Regions from separate parts of the Astyanax mexicanus genome. Here region 2 is linked to region 1. Evidence: chromatin contacts called from public Hi-C data. All regions are on one chromosome and are shown on one strand. The core of a region is the stretch at or near the end of the contact, and the rest is flanking DNA. Distances in the headings are between cores, read along the strand shown.

Region 1 (6,500 bases), core at 824-3,323:
CAAATGTTTCATAGAGAGAACAGGTGTGTAATCCTACAATACTGTGTACTGTATTACACTATACTTACAGTAACATTGTAACATTCCATATGGATAGATAGACTTGTAGAGATGCAGAGTGTAATTATACAAGACAACAGTGTTTTTTAAAACACCCAGTCAGTCATCATCTCAACCCTTGGCAAGGAGAAAAAAGAAACCCGATGAGAATGTACCGGTACTCCAAACCATCACTGATTGTAGAAACTTCACACTAGACCTCAAGCAGTTTGAACTGTGTTCCTCTCCACTCTTCCTTCAGACTCTGCTCCCTTGATTTACAAATGAAATGTAAAATTTACTGATGGTCAGTGATGGTTTGGAAAACCATTTCATCTGCTGGTGTTGCTCCACTGTGTTATATCAAGTCCAAAGTCAGCGCAGGGTTTTCCTGGAAAATCTTACAGCACTTAATGCTTTCCTCTGCTGACAACTTATATAGAGATGCAGATTTCATTTTCCAGCAGGCTTTGGCACACTGCCCACACTGCCAAAAGTACTAATTGGTCTTATATAATATTCTAATGATCCGAGATACTCACTTTTGGGTCTTCATTGGGTGTAAGCCATAATCATAATCAACATTAAAAAATAAATGCAGTATATGAGCTTCACATTTTAAACTGAATTACTGAAATAAAGTAACTTTTTAAAAATTATATTAGAATTTTCTGTGATGCACCTGTATCTTATTGAAAGTAAAATAAATGCATATTAAAGGTGGGGTTCTTACACTTTCTAAAATAAAGGCTTAATGATAAATTAGAACACAGTATTATCTTGGAGAAAATCAAAATGAACCAAATGTGTTAGAAGTATTGACATTTATTACACATGTAGAACTACAAATACTAGTGTTTACAATTTTTTTTTTAAATATCAACTCAAGCTCTTTACTAAAGTACAGTTGTAAAAGTACGGGTATAAAAGCAAATGTATTGGGAAATGGGACAATGGAAAAAATGCTATTAAGAAAAAATGTTTAGGCTGTGCCACATGAGCCTTTAGTGCACAACAATGGATTGAGTATTAACCAATAGGGTGTCAGAATGGTACATGTTTATCCTTCTCATCCAGTCACAATCAAATTTATTTGGATGAAGAGATTTATCTGAAAAGGGTTTTTAATAAAAAGCAGAAATGGAAATAAGTACATGTAAGGTGTAGAAACTGCAGATAACTGAGTGAAAATGTGTAAGTAAACATTTCGAAGGTAACAAAGTATTTGTACTTCATTACTTGACACCTCTGATATAAATATATAATAAACATCATTCTGGGGCATTTTTGGATAGTTGAATAGATGGATGGATGATACAAATTAATTAATTCTGTTTGTCAGGACACTGTTTTTAAGATAACTAATGACTGGGATGATTAAAGTAGACCTCATTCTTTGCTAAACCTCCTTAGTGGAGAAATGTGGAGTCTGATGTGGAGTCTGATGTACCAGAAGCTCATGGACAGAATAAAGGTTTCAGAGGTGAGAAGCGTGCCGTATTTGCTGCAGGCAAACAGGGCTGTGTTGATTGTGTGTAGCAGGGCAGTGTGGGAGATAAGTATACCGTGTGTGTGTGTGTGTGTGTGGGTGGCAAGGGGAACTGTTCCTGTCCGATGCTTATTTACACTCCACTCTGCAGTGCTGACAACGCAGTGAGGTGATTTTATTACACAAGCGTGCAATATGCTGCACTAAATCACATGGCAACAGTTCTGTTTCCCAATAAGAGTGTAAAGTTGAAAATGTTACTTACTGCAGTGAAATCAGACTTAATTAGCATATTTCTTGATTTTACCAAATTGAAAACCTCTGAAATATAATAAAGAGGAAGATGGATGATCACAAGCCATCAAAATCAAGCTGAACTGCTTGAATTTTTGCACCAGGAGTGACATAAAGTTATCCAAAAGGAGTGTGTAAGACTGGTGGAGGAGAACATGCCAAGATGCATGAAAACTGTGATTAACTCACTCACTCTTCGTCAACCGCTTTTTCCCTTAAGGGGCTGTGGGGTGGGGCTGTAGCCCATCCCAGTCGGCATTGGGCGGATGGCAGGATACACCCTGGACAGGCCGCCAATCCATCGCAGAACTGTGATTAAAAACCAGGATTATTACACCAAATATTGATTTCTTAACTCTTAAAACTTTAGGAATATGAACCTGTTTTATTTGCATTATTTGAGGTCTGAAAGCTCTACATCTTTTTGTTATTTCAGCCATTTTATATTATCTGCAAATAAATGCTCTAAATTACAATATTTTTATTTGGAATTTGGGAGAAATGTTGTCTGTAGTTTATAAAATAAAACAACAATGTTCATTTTACTCAAAGATAAGAGGTCTCTTAATTTTTCCAGAGCTGTATATACACTGCATGGACAAAAAAAGGTCACACAGTCTAATATTTCACTGGACTGCCCTTATCTTTGATTGTTGCACACGTTCACTGTTGCATTGTTTCAATAAGCTTCTGCAATCTCACAAGATTTATTTAAATCCAGTGTTGCATGAATTTTTCTCCAAGATCTTGCAGCAAGATCCAAGATCTTGATGGTACAGTCTGACCACTGCACAAAGTCTTCTCCAGCACATCCCAAAAATTCTCAGTGAGGTTAAGATCTGGACTCTGTGGTGAACAATCCACTTTATTCTTTAAGCACATACTGTTGCTAAACCTATACCTGACCCAGACCTGTTTTTGATACATTTAAAACATTTATTTGGTGGGGTGCTTCACGTATCAGAGGTTAAGAACCCCTGATTTATCAGAATGACCACCAGGTGTCCTGCAGAAAGTGACTCCATTCAGTCATCTGACTTAAAGTGAAAGTGTGCTACTGTTCCCACATGAACGCAGTCAGTACGAAAAATATTCTGAGCACGGCTTTAAGTTCTAACAGCCCAGCAGGAGGAAAATAGGTTGCTTTCCTCCACCTGCCAGGTAAGTAAGTTTTGCTGCAGTAAAATAGAGGCACCTGGTTTGAAAGTAGAAGGAAGGAGACAGAGATTTAGATCCATGCAGACAACACACTTTATTCCTCACACAAACACATGTCTCTGAATAAAAATAAGGTAAACCTAAACAAGTCATCAAAAGCCAGTTGAGAACACAGTAGGATGGTATACTCAGAGCATGTGAAGAAAGGAGCAGTCTCACTTCACCAGTGTGTACACACACACAGTGCAGGCTACGGGAGGTGTAGTGTGTCAGGAGTGTGTGTCACGATCAGCGCAGCTCCTCAAAGGCTTCACAGGAACTTTTTTCATCTCCTGTACAGATAAAAGATCATTCAGACACATTGCTCAGTGATAGCAGTAACATCTTGCACCATTATCTGTGACTACATTTGCCCTTCAATTTACTCAGCTTCATCTCCACTCCACCCAATTCAATTTCTCATACATTGACTTGTTTACTCTAGCTCAGCCCTCAGGGTGAACCTGCTAATATGTGACGTATAACCGCTTTCAAAACGAAGTCATTAAGGTGACAAATTAGCAGTGTGGCTGCTATCATTAACCTCATTAAGTCTTTCAGGATGATTACCTTGACCAGCTCGCCTGTCTGACTCTCAGGCACAGGTAAGATTTTACTGAAGCTAAACACAAAGAGTTTGCTGAGTGTCTGCCCTGCACCGTCCTCCTCCAACACAGAGAAGTCAAATTTATATGTACACAATATCATATTCTGAATGTAATCAATCATTCAAGACATGGTTACATTGCTTTAGTTTAGCACAGGCTATAAGAGGCTAATCCAGATCATTGAATAGATGTTAAATTTTAAAACGCTGAAGTGTCAACATTAACTTTGAATCATTGAATCAAACTTTCAATCTGATGTTGATTCATCATCATCTTTTTTCACCCAGAATTCATATTGAAAAACTAAAATAAAAAAGAATCAACAGAAAGCCAATATTACTTCAAATACCACAGTAACATATGTAAAACCAACCTTCTTCATGTACAACAAGGACCATTTCTTAGCTGTTTATATTATAATAGTTTAAAAAGAGTTCTGAGAGAACTCTGCAGTGGTATACATTATCAAAACATAAAACATAAAATGAGCCAATTCCAGTTCTCGCCTCCAAAATGTACAGCGATCCAGTTAACTATAGTGAAAGGCTTTCAACACGTAAAGTCATGACGGCATGACGTGGTAAATTGTGACAGCCTCTACAAGTAAATATGGTGTTGGTCTATCAGACTCTGCTTAATATCAGAAAACAGGCTGCTAAGTAAACCGGGCATTGATTTATTCTAATGCCAAATCATCAATATTGTAAATGGGTTTGCAAAACTATGTCTAACAAAAGTCACAAACCTTCTATTTGGACATCAAAAACAATTTTGAATCCTGACAAATGCCACACTTTTAATAAAATTTGTGATCTGCTATTGTCTGCTGGAGGTGTGCTGAATTGGGTGCACATGATGCTTTAACTAAAGTATTAGTTTTTAATACTGTCAACCTACAGCAAACCTTGATAGTCACCATGTTTTGGTTAATATTGTGGATATAGTGATTTGAAGTAAGGGTGCAAACTGTGAAAATGTGATTTTCCACTGACCTGTCGTTTTCATTGTTAAATCCATTGAGGGAATTCTGTCTTGCACCACCCAAATATATTCCCCCTCTTTATCCCTAGGTGAGTAACTAATGGTATGCGTTGAATCTGAATGCATTAACCCTGTCTGGTTCATGCTGCTCCCCCCCATCCCGGGGGCATAATTGACTATTCCTTAATGAGCTGCTCCTTTTAAGTCAACGTGATAACGATCTCCAGTCCTGTGTTAATTATGCATGGAGTAAGCAACCTTGAATACCTCCTCATTGGGAGATTTTGCTTTAATTTCCTATTTTTTGCTTAATTGGTGCTTGTCTGGCACAATTCGCTCCGCCTGGGGTGCTTACACATTTGTTTGACTGTTGGCAGCTCTTTATTCTGATGCAGTCTGAGAAAAAAGTAGGGTAGGAAAGCGCCAGGAGGGGGATTTGCACTAAGGTGCCCCGCAATTGACTGCTCTTAAAAAAAAACGGCAAAAGGGAAATGTTCTCATCTTTACTTTTCAACTATATCTCCTCTATCAGGATAAATGCAGCACATGGGTGTGACAGTGCACTCAGAGCATTAGGCCTAATGCACTGCTCTCGCCAAGCTGTATCTACATGGTGAAAATTGCTGTTTACAACACAGGCTTCAGAAGCATCAGGATATGTTTTTCCCACTCAAATCCGGTGTAATAGCTCCTGGGCATGCAGCAGCATTAGTGTCAATTAAAAATAATCAGCACAAAGCCGTGACAGACAGAAATACACTCGCTTCTGCAGATAAGTGTTGTCAGAAGAGCGAATCTGTCTTCACAGATGTACGGGTTGGGTTTGTGTTGGTTTTTATATGTGTGTGTGTGGTGGGGGGTCTTTTATGTCAAGTACAATGCGGCGGGGTCTCCTCAGGGACATCAGAATGTGCACAAATTTCTCCATTACACTCCGAATCCTTAGAGTTTAATTATCGCTAGAGACACAAACAAACACAACAAACACACCCAGACATCAAACAAACACATACACACTTAAAAACATACACTGACATATAAAGACCTAAAGTCATGGAAAAACACACAAAATAACTCTATATACTAATAGAGACAATCAAAATATTATTACGTTATAATGCACTTTATGTATACATATATTACTGCACTTGTTATCATACTATTTTGGATTTGGAAAATAAGGAAAATTTAACACTTGCACTCAATTACATTTCCATGTAAAATATCACATTGTAGTTTATCCTTTAAAAGTACTTATTACAGTATGTCTAAAAGTGCCTCTCTCTTACTAGATGGGTAAGATGGCCCTCCCTCTCCCCCATCACTTAGCATGATCCTAATAATAATAATAATAATAATAATAATAATAATTATTATTATTATTATTCAGATTTCAAAAAACTGACGCAGTGAATGAGTTGTAATCCTTCACATAGTCCTTGTTCACTTTTTTGTATTAAACAAAAGTGTTTGTAAATGTAAATTGTGCCATTTTAATGTGCATAAAAGAAGAGTGCAGTGTTTCAATATAACCCCATTCTGTATAATAATAATAATAATAGTAATAATAAGAATTATTATTATTATTATTATTATTATTATTATTATTATTATTATTATTATTATTATTATTATTATTATTATTATTATATTTGGTCCACCACTGGGTGGTGCTGTTTCTCTATAGAGTCGCGGTGGACGGACTTGGTAAGGAGAATTGTGCACAGTGAAAAGCCCTCTCTCTCACGTGTGGCACAGTGAATGATTAAGTGAAGGAGGATAGCTAGGAAATCCCCTGCTCTGCTAACATAATTTCCTTCATAATGAGAAGAAAATGATTCTGATATTGAAGACATTACTGAAGGGGGTAACAGACAGTGTCCACCCCTTTT
Region 2 (6,834 bases), core at 2,396-4,895, 270 kb after region 1:
CTACATCATGCCATATTATTAGTATCAGTATCAGATAATATCTGTAACAATATAATAATAATAAGATTACCCAGATAATAACATAATTTAAATCTAAATTAAATGTACTACATTTAAAATAATAGTGAAAATAGTCATGATAATTAAGCTGTCAGTACTACTATTATACACTTCTAACACAGACTAAACATCTTTTCCTTTCTAAAAATGTTCTAAAAGTGTGGGTGGTAAATTCATTAACTCAGCTTCTTTAGTTTTGCTTTTTCAATGTTCTATATGTTCTTACAGTTTGTGTGAAATATGACTTCAGCTATGGGTTTGACAGTGAAGCTACTGTTTCCGTTTTCTGTTTCTGAAAATGTCATAAATCAGTTTAGTATCTTGGCCTACAAGCAATCTCTTGTTTTCTATAGCTTGCATGCTTGGTTTTCTTGATTTATTGACAAAGATATGTTATGGTGCAGGTTTTCATTCCAGCCAAGCAGTAGCACATATCATCATATAAATGGATTTTTTTTTATATATATATAAATGGATAAAATTTTAAAAAGCAGTGCATTGTTATATTTACATCTAAAATTTACTGTATGCAGGTTTGCACATTTGAACATTAATATTCAGCAGTGACATTTACATGGCAAGTTGGTTTATTAGTATTTCTTTATGAGCAGCTTTATTTTAATAAAAATCCAAACAAAAAAACTGCTCAGACTTCTGCTTAACATTACAATACCACTATAACATTTCTTTTAAAGTCCTGGATAATCAAGAAACCGAAGATGGATATTAACAACAGCTTTAAGGTTGCTTTTCTATAAGACACTCCGAAAATGAATGCCTGCTAAATATCAAAAGTGTTCATGCTTTTAAATGCAAGGTAGAATATAGGTATGGATAACTGTTTAAGCACAAATGTGAGATTTTTATAGTCAGCAACTGTGTTTTGTGAGTCAGTGTGAAACCAAAAAGTATTAGTATGTGAAATGCCTGATTTTGATGAATAAACCAAACGTTTCTTACCATCTGCAGAAACAAACTGGCCAATGGCAGAGGCTCCCCCTCCACTGTTTTCCACAAACTGGACCTCAGACACTATAATGTTGTCCTCCAGTACAGAGCCACAGGCTGTACACACAGCGCTGCCCCTGGCCTGGTCGATGTCAATGTCTGCTCCACCGCAGTTCTGACACTGCCGAGAACTCATACTGGCTGGAGTGATGATGCAGTCAGAGCTGAGGATGAACATGAAATAACATTACAGTTAATTTGCTCATTTTAGACCAGCGGTTCTGAAATTTCTGAGATGATATACCACCCACAATCAAAGTAAAACTTCCACATACTTAAACCTACAAGTCATTTCAAAGGGATGTGATGTACACAGGTAACTATTAAATACAATGCTACAGATGTTATAGAAATTATTATTTAAAAAAAATTATAGATCTAAAAAAAAAATAAATGCATCAATTTTTCTTAAGTCATCAAGCCGATAACTTAAATACCACCAGTGGTACACATATCACAGACTGAGAATCACTGTTTTACATGATGTCTGTATCTAAATTGGAAATAGCTAACTGACTTGATTCCTTGCTATCCAGGTCCATCCAGGTCTATGTAAAGCATTTTAATCAAATAAAACAGAATTCCGGATTACTAAAGTTAATTTCAGATATGACTGGGTGCCAACCTGCCTCACAATCCTGCTGTAAGCAGCATTTCTTTTGTTTCAGAAACAGTCTACGTCTATCTAAGCATGTTGCATAATAGTAGTAGTATCACAATATGTCAGGGTCATCTCTTCTTCAGGGTTCACTGTCTAATATGGCACTTGTTGGTGAGATTAGAGCACACTGAAAAGATTTTATAAATTTCCAAAATAATCCACTGCAACGAAATAACTTTTTGTAACATTCAGCAGAAAGAAAACAACAGTAACTTACCAGACTCTGATTTTATATACAATTATGATAATATAACAAAATAAATAGCATAACTTAAATAATGTACAGTACCAGTCAAAGGTTTGGACACACATGCTCAATCAATAATGTCTTTTATTTCATTTATTTTCTACCTTGTAAATTAATATAACATACATGAAAACAATTAAGGGACACGTATGGAATTACATAGTAAATAAAAAAGTGTTTGTTCTCCACATTCCCCTAACCTAAACCGGATTACTGAGCTTGGTGATTTAGGATGAGCTGGAACTCATCCTAACTATTTTTCAGCACCTCCAGAAACTCTGTCAAGACTCTGAGAAAACTATTCCTGGTGACTCTGCCTCATAAAGACACTGAGATTAAAATAGTGTGTAAATCTGTCCTCAAGGATAAATGTGGTTACTTAATATATATCTAAAATATAAAACATATTCAGTTTTTTGACACTTTTTGTTTACAAAATAGTTCTGTATGTGTTCCTACATAGCTGTAATGTCTTCTATATAAATTTACAATGTAAAAATCATAAAAAAGAAGAAATCACATTGAATGAGAAGAGATGTGTCCACATGTTTGGCTGGTACTGTAGGTAGCAAAAATACTCTAATACATTATCTACCACAATACTAAAGTGCAAAATATTAATTCATATATAACTTAAACTGCAAACGTATATAATGATATAAAATACAAATGAAGCCTCGCAGCATATAGCAGAACATATAGTTAGTTACAAAGCAATTGTCTTGCATTAAAGACAGAATAGTGATAATATCACCAGATGGATGTTTGAGTCAGGATATATTGAGTATCAAAGCATATGGTACACTCCCTAGTAGTGCATAGTATTACTAAATACAACAGTGAACACATTTTGTACGTTTTTACTATTTAAATTTCATTGTATTACACTTTAAAACGAAAAACTCATATTCTCAAACATATATTCTATAAGAAACAATACAGCTAGTTTAATCGCATTTTATCGACAGCGGGTCTTGAACCCAGGTCCTCCGCACGGTGTAATACAGCTCACTAACACTGCACTCTCCCGCTCAGCCACCCGAGACACTCCCGAATTCACCCACTTATTACTAAAGAGTGACTAGCTGTGTTAGCCAGCTAGCTGCTGTATATTAATGCATCCCAACAGTGTATATTGTTATTACGGTTTATAGTTGGGTGTTGTGGTTCATGTTTGTGATATATTGACGTATTCTTAGAAGTATAATCACCAAGGCATTTAGGTTAGTGAGTTAGGCTAGGTAACCGTATTACAAGCTAATTTAGCTTCTTTTTTGCAGAATTTAATCTATACTTATTGGTTCTAATCCTCCTTACCCTAGTATGTTTAATACAGTTAGCTAGCCAATATAGATAACTAGTTAGCACTACTGCCTAAGCTATACATGATAGCTTTATGTTCGTTAGCCAGTTAACGTTAGCCACTCACCGGCAACGGAAGTAAACAAAGACTGTGTTCAGTACAAACTCTCCTATAGCTGAGTCTCCTAAAGCCTGCACTCAGTCACAGACACGGAGTCCGTGCAGAAAGAGAGCTACTGCATCTTTAGCTATGGTTTATAAATGCTGTAGGTCAGTGTCGCTGTGATAGCATAGCTCCATTCAGCGCTGACAGTGGGCTGTGCTGTTGATGCTCAAACTGCACTAGTTCAGCGGCTGTGGATGGAATGGTCCAAAAACAGCGCCATCAGGGGAGACAAGTGGACTGGAAAAACACACTTTGGAGGGGGATTCTCAATCGCTTAGGTTAATTTGGAGTTATGATATTTTTTTCTTTATGTAACTTATGTAACAAATATATTTTTATGCAGATATTGTTTTATATAAATATAAGACAAAAAAAATAAAAAGGATGAGTCTCTTTGATTTTACCAAATTGAAAACCTCTGGAATATAATCAAGAGGAAGATGGATGATCACAAGCCATCAAACCAAGCTGAACTGCTTAATTTTTTGCAACAGGAGTGACATAAAAAATCCAAAAGCAGTGTGTAAGACTGGTGGAGGAGATCATGCCAAGATATATAAAAACCGTGATTAAAAAAAATACAAATATTGATGTCTGAACTCTGAATTTAAAACTTTATGAATATAAACTTGTTTTCTTTGCATTATTTGAAGTCTGAGAGCTCTGCATCTTTTTGTCATTTCAGCCATTTCTCTGCAAATAGATTTCTGCAAATAAATGCTCTAAATGACTATTTGGATTTGGATTTTGGGAGAATTCCGTAGAATAAAACGACATTAAATAGCAAAATCAGAGAAACTCATTCAGAAACTGAAGTGGTCTCTACATTTTTTCCAGAGCTGTATGTTTCTTTAAGTGGCGGATTTAGCAGATTTCAAGCAAATGTCTCCCCCTACAGTGGAGCGTACCATCATAACTGTTACCTAGTGTACTAGTCCAGCGCTCAGCTGTAAAAGCGCGCACTTGAGAAGGTTCTTGAGTTTTATGTATTTATTTTTTAATAAATCGTTTTTGCGCTGAGAAAAAAAACATCAAATGCCGTTTTTATTTCATGTGTTATTTTTATTAATGATAGTTTTCGTTCATGCGAGTAAACTTTACCTACCCGTGTAGGGACTCTTATTGTGTCGGGTTTTTTTCATATGTTTTCCTAACCTGGAAACACACTACGCTGGAGTTTCTCTGATGTAAATGTATGAAAATCGCATTAATGTGGTGCACGCGGGGTTAAGCAGGTTAAGCGGACTGATCTAAACGCATTGTGTAAAGATGCGATGGACTTGGAACAGCTTGAGCTCAGTCCAAGAGTCAGGAATGCTCTGAGAAAGGGTAAATCTGTTCCACGGAGGCGTGTTGAGGGGAGAGCTGTAGCTACAGGCGTTGTATATAACGTTGTTTTTACTGTGTCTGTGTTTTCTCTCAGCCTGTGTGAGATCGGTGAGGGAGGTGCTGAGTGTTTCTGCTCCGGAGCTGCAGCACAGACTCGCTCTCCTGTCTCTGAGGGAGGTGAAGGAGCTGCATGCTGCTGCCGCCGCTGCCTGTAGGAGCTCACCACCCGTCACAGGTAGAGAACAGCTCATACTGGGGCTGATGCTCACTGATCACCGCTTATCAACCACTGTGCAGAGCAGTGTTCAGTACCAGCACTTCTCCTGGAGATCCAGACGTGTTAAGCTCATCAAGTACTTCTTAAGACATTAGACCAGAGCTCTTCAACTTCAGTCCTGGAGAGTTACTTTTTTAACATGCTAGTTTTGAGGTCTTCCTGCACAAATACAACCAGCTGAAATATACATTCCACTGATTTTTTCAACATTGCTTCATTCTAAAAATAATATACAGTCTATTCTAATAATATATACAGTCATGGCCAGAAATGTTGGCACCCCTGAAAAGTTTTTGTTTTGTTATTGTTGTTGTTGGCCTTTTTTTGATTATAGGTAAATAACTTTGTTCCAGGCATGTGATGCTCGTTTAAACTTACCTTATGTAAACCACACTTGATACCAGATAAAATAGAGAGGTGTTGACTCAGTTTTGAATTGTGTGTCTGTGTGTGCCACATAAAGCATGTATAACAGATAGAGGAGAGGAGAACTGTCTGAGGACTTCAGAAACAAAATCTCAACGTTACAGGTCAATCTCCAAAGATATTAGAGACCTGGACTAGTTTGCAAAAGAACAGTAAACTAAAAATTCCAGTTAAGAAGTGTAAAAAAGCTTTTTGATGGTTATATGATTCATTTTAGTTATTTTTTCCGATGGAGTGCAACCAAATATTAAGTTAAAGGTGCCAATAATTTTCTCCAACCCTTTTTTTTGATTTTTTTGTGAAATTATATTAATATTAGCTTTTTTCCCCCCTCATTTTTGTATTGTTCCAATATACACAAACAATAAACATATATTTAACAAAACATTTGTAATTGCAATAATTTGCCAACACTTTTGGTATTGATTGCATCTGTTATTAATGTCTGCATCTCTTGGGAGCTTTTATCATAGTACCTTAATTAACTGTACCCAGCCACAGGCCTACAGTACATAAGTCATCATGCCTTGTTTTCACTTTTCACATATATAACAAATTGGACTTGCTCTGTTACAGCTTTACAGTTGGCTCGTGGAGAATGTCCTTCCTTGGAACCCGGACACAGACTTTCGCTGGCCTGTCCTGTTTTGGATAATCTTTTGCGGGGTGGTCTTCCTCTGCGTGGAATAACAGAGCTAGCAGGTGAGAGTGCTGCTGGAAAAACCCAGTTTGCACTGCAGCTTTGCCTCTCTGTCCAGTATCCACAGGAACATGGGGGACTGGGATCAGGTAAGGCATATATACTTTCCATATATTTAGAATTATGTGGTATAAGAACAAAGATTCTTGAACCACAATAATCTTTATGTGCATATTGTACATATTGTTTATACATTTTTGGATATATGGAATATTATTATGCAGTCTGTTTTAAATTTCACTAACTAAGCCCGGTCCACAGTTTGACACAGAATGCATTTGATTTTATCCATGGACAGGAGCTGTTTATATCTGCACTGAAGATTCTTTTCCCATTAAACGGCTGCGGCAACTCATTACCCAGCAGGCCCGACTCCGCCCAAATGTGCCACAGGCTCTGATCCGCAGCCTCCGCTTCAGTGACAATATCTACATCGAGCACACTGCAGACCTGGTGAGACAATACAGTGTTCTGTGTGCACACTCCTCAGTAGTATACGTGACATTGTGATGGTGTTGTTTACTTAATTCAAGTTTAGGCAACAAGATAAAATAATACCCTGAGGTACTATAAAATAAAACTATGAGATCATATACTTTCCACAGCTTTTCCAAATTTTCAGATTCAACCAACTAGCTGAAAATAATGCTCTGTCGGC

Evidence for each region. Hi-C and Micro-C count contacts between places; a contact is called where the count stands out from the background.
Region 2: a contact with region 1 is called in a Hi-C map of muscle, with 10 times the contacts expected there. The contact joins the promoter of brf1b here to the enhancer-like site in region 1. A contact is called at or near these places in 2 of 3 Hi-C or Micro-C datasets (both in muscle).

Annotation. Positions count from the first base shown.
Region 1 is chr1:69,291,083-69,297,582 of AstMex3_surface, forward strand. No RefSeq gene overlaps it. Among protein-coding and RNA genes, the nearest start is that of LOC103031412, 9.4 kb to the left of the region's middle. Within about 2 kb of position 2,074, the one cell type or tissue checked has an H3K27ac peak away from gene starts, as active enhancers do.
Region 2 is chr1:69,563,091-69,569,924 of AstMex3_surface, forward strand. It overlaps brf1b (BRF1 RNA polymerase III transcription initiation factor subunit b), which reads right to left and starts at 3,646. Exons shown (of 19, transcript XM_022663992.2): 1 at 3,406-3,646; 2 at 1,021-1,232. The coding sequence starts at 1,204. It overlaps xrcc3 (X-ray repair complementing defective repair in Chinese hamster cells 3), which reads left to right and starts at 4,403. Exons shown (of 7, transcript XM_007230926.4): 1 at 4,403-4,773; 2 at 4,868-5,008; 3 at 6,053-6,178; 4 at 6,475-6,629. The coding sequence starts at 4,719.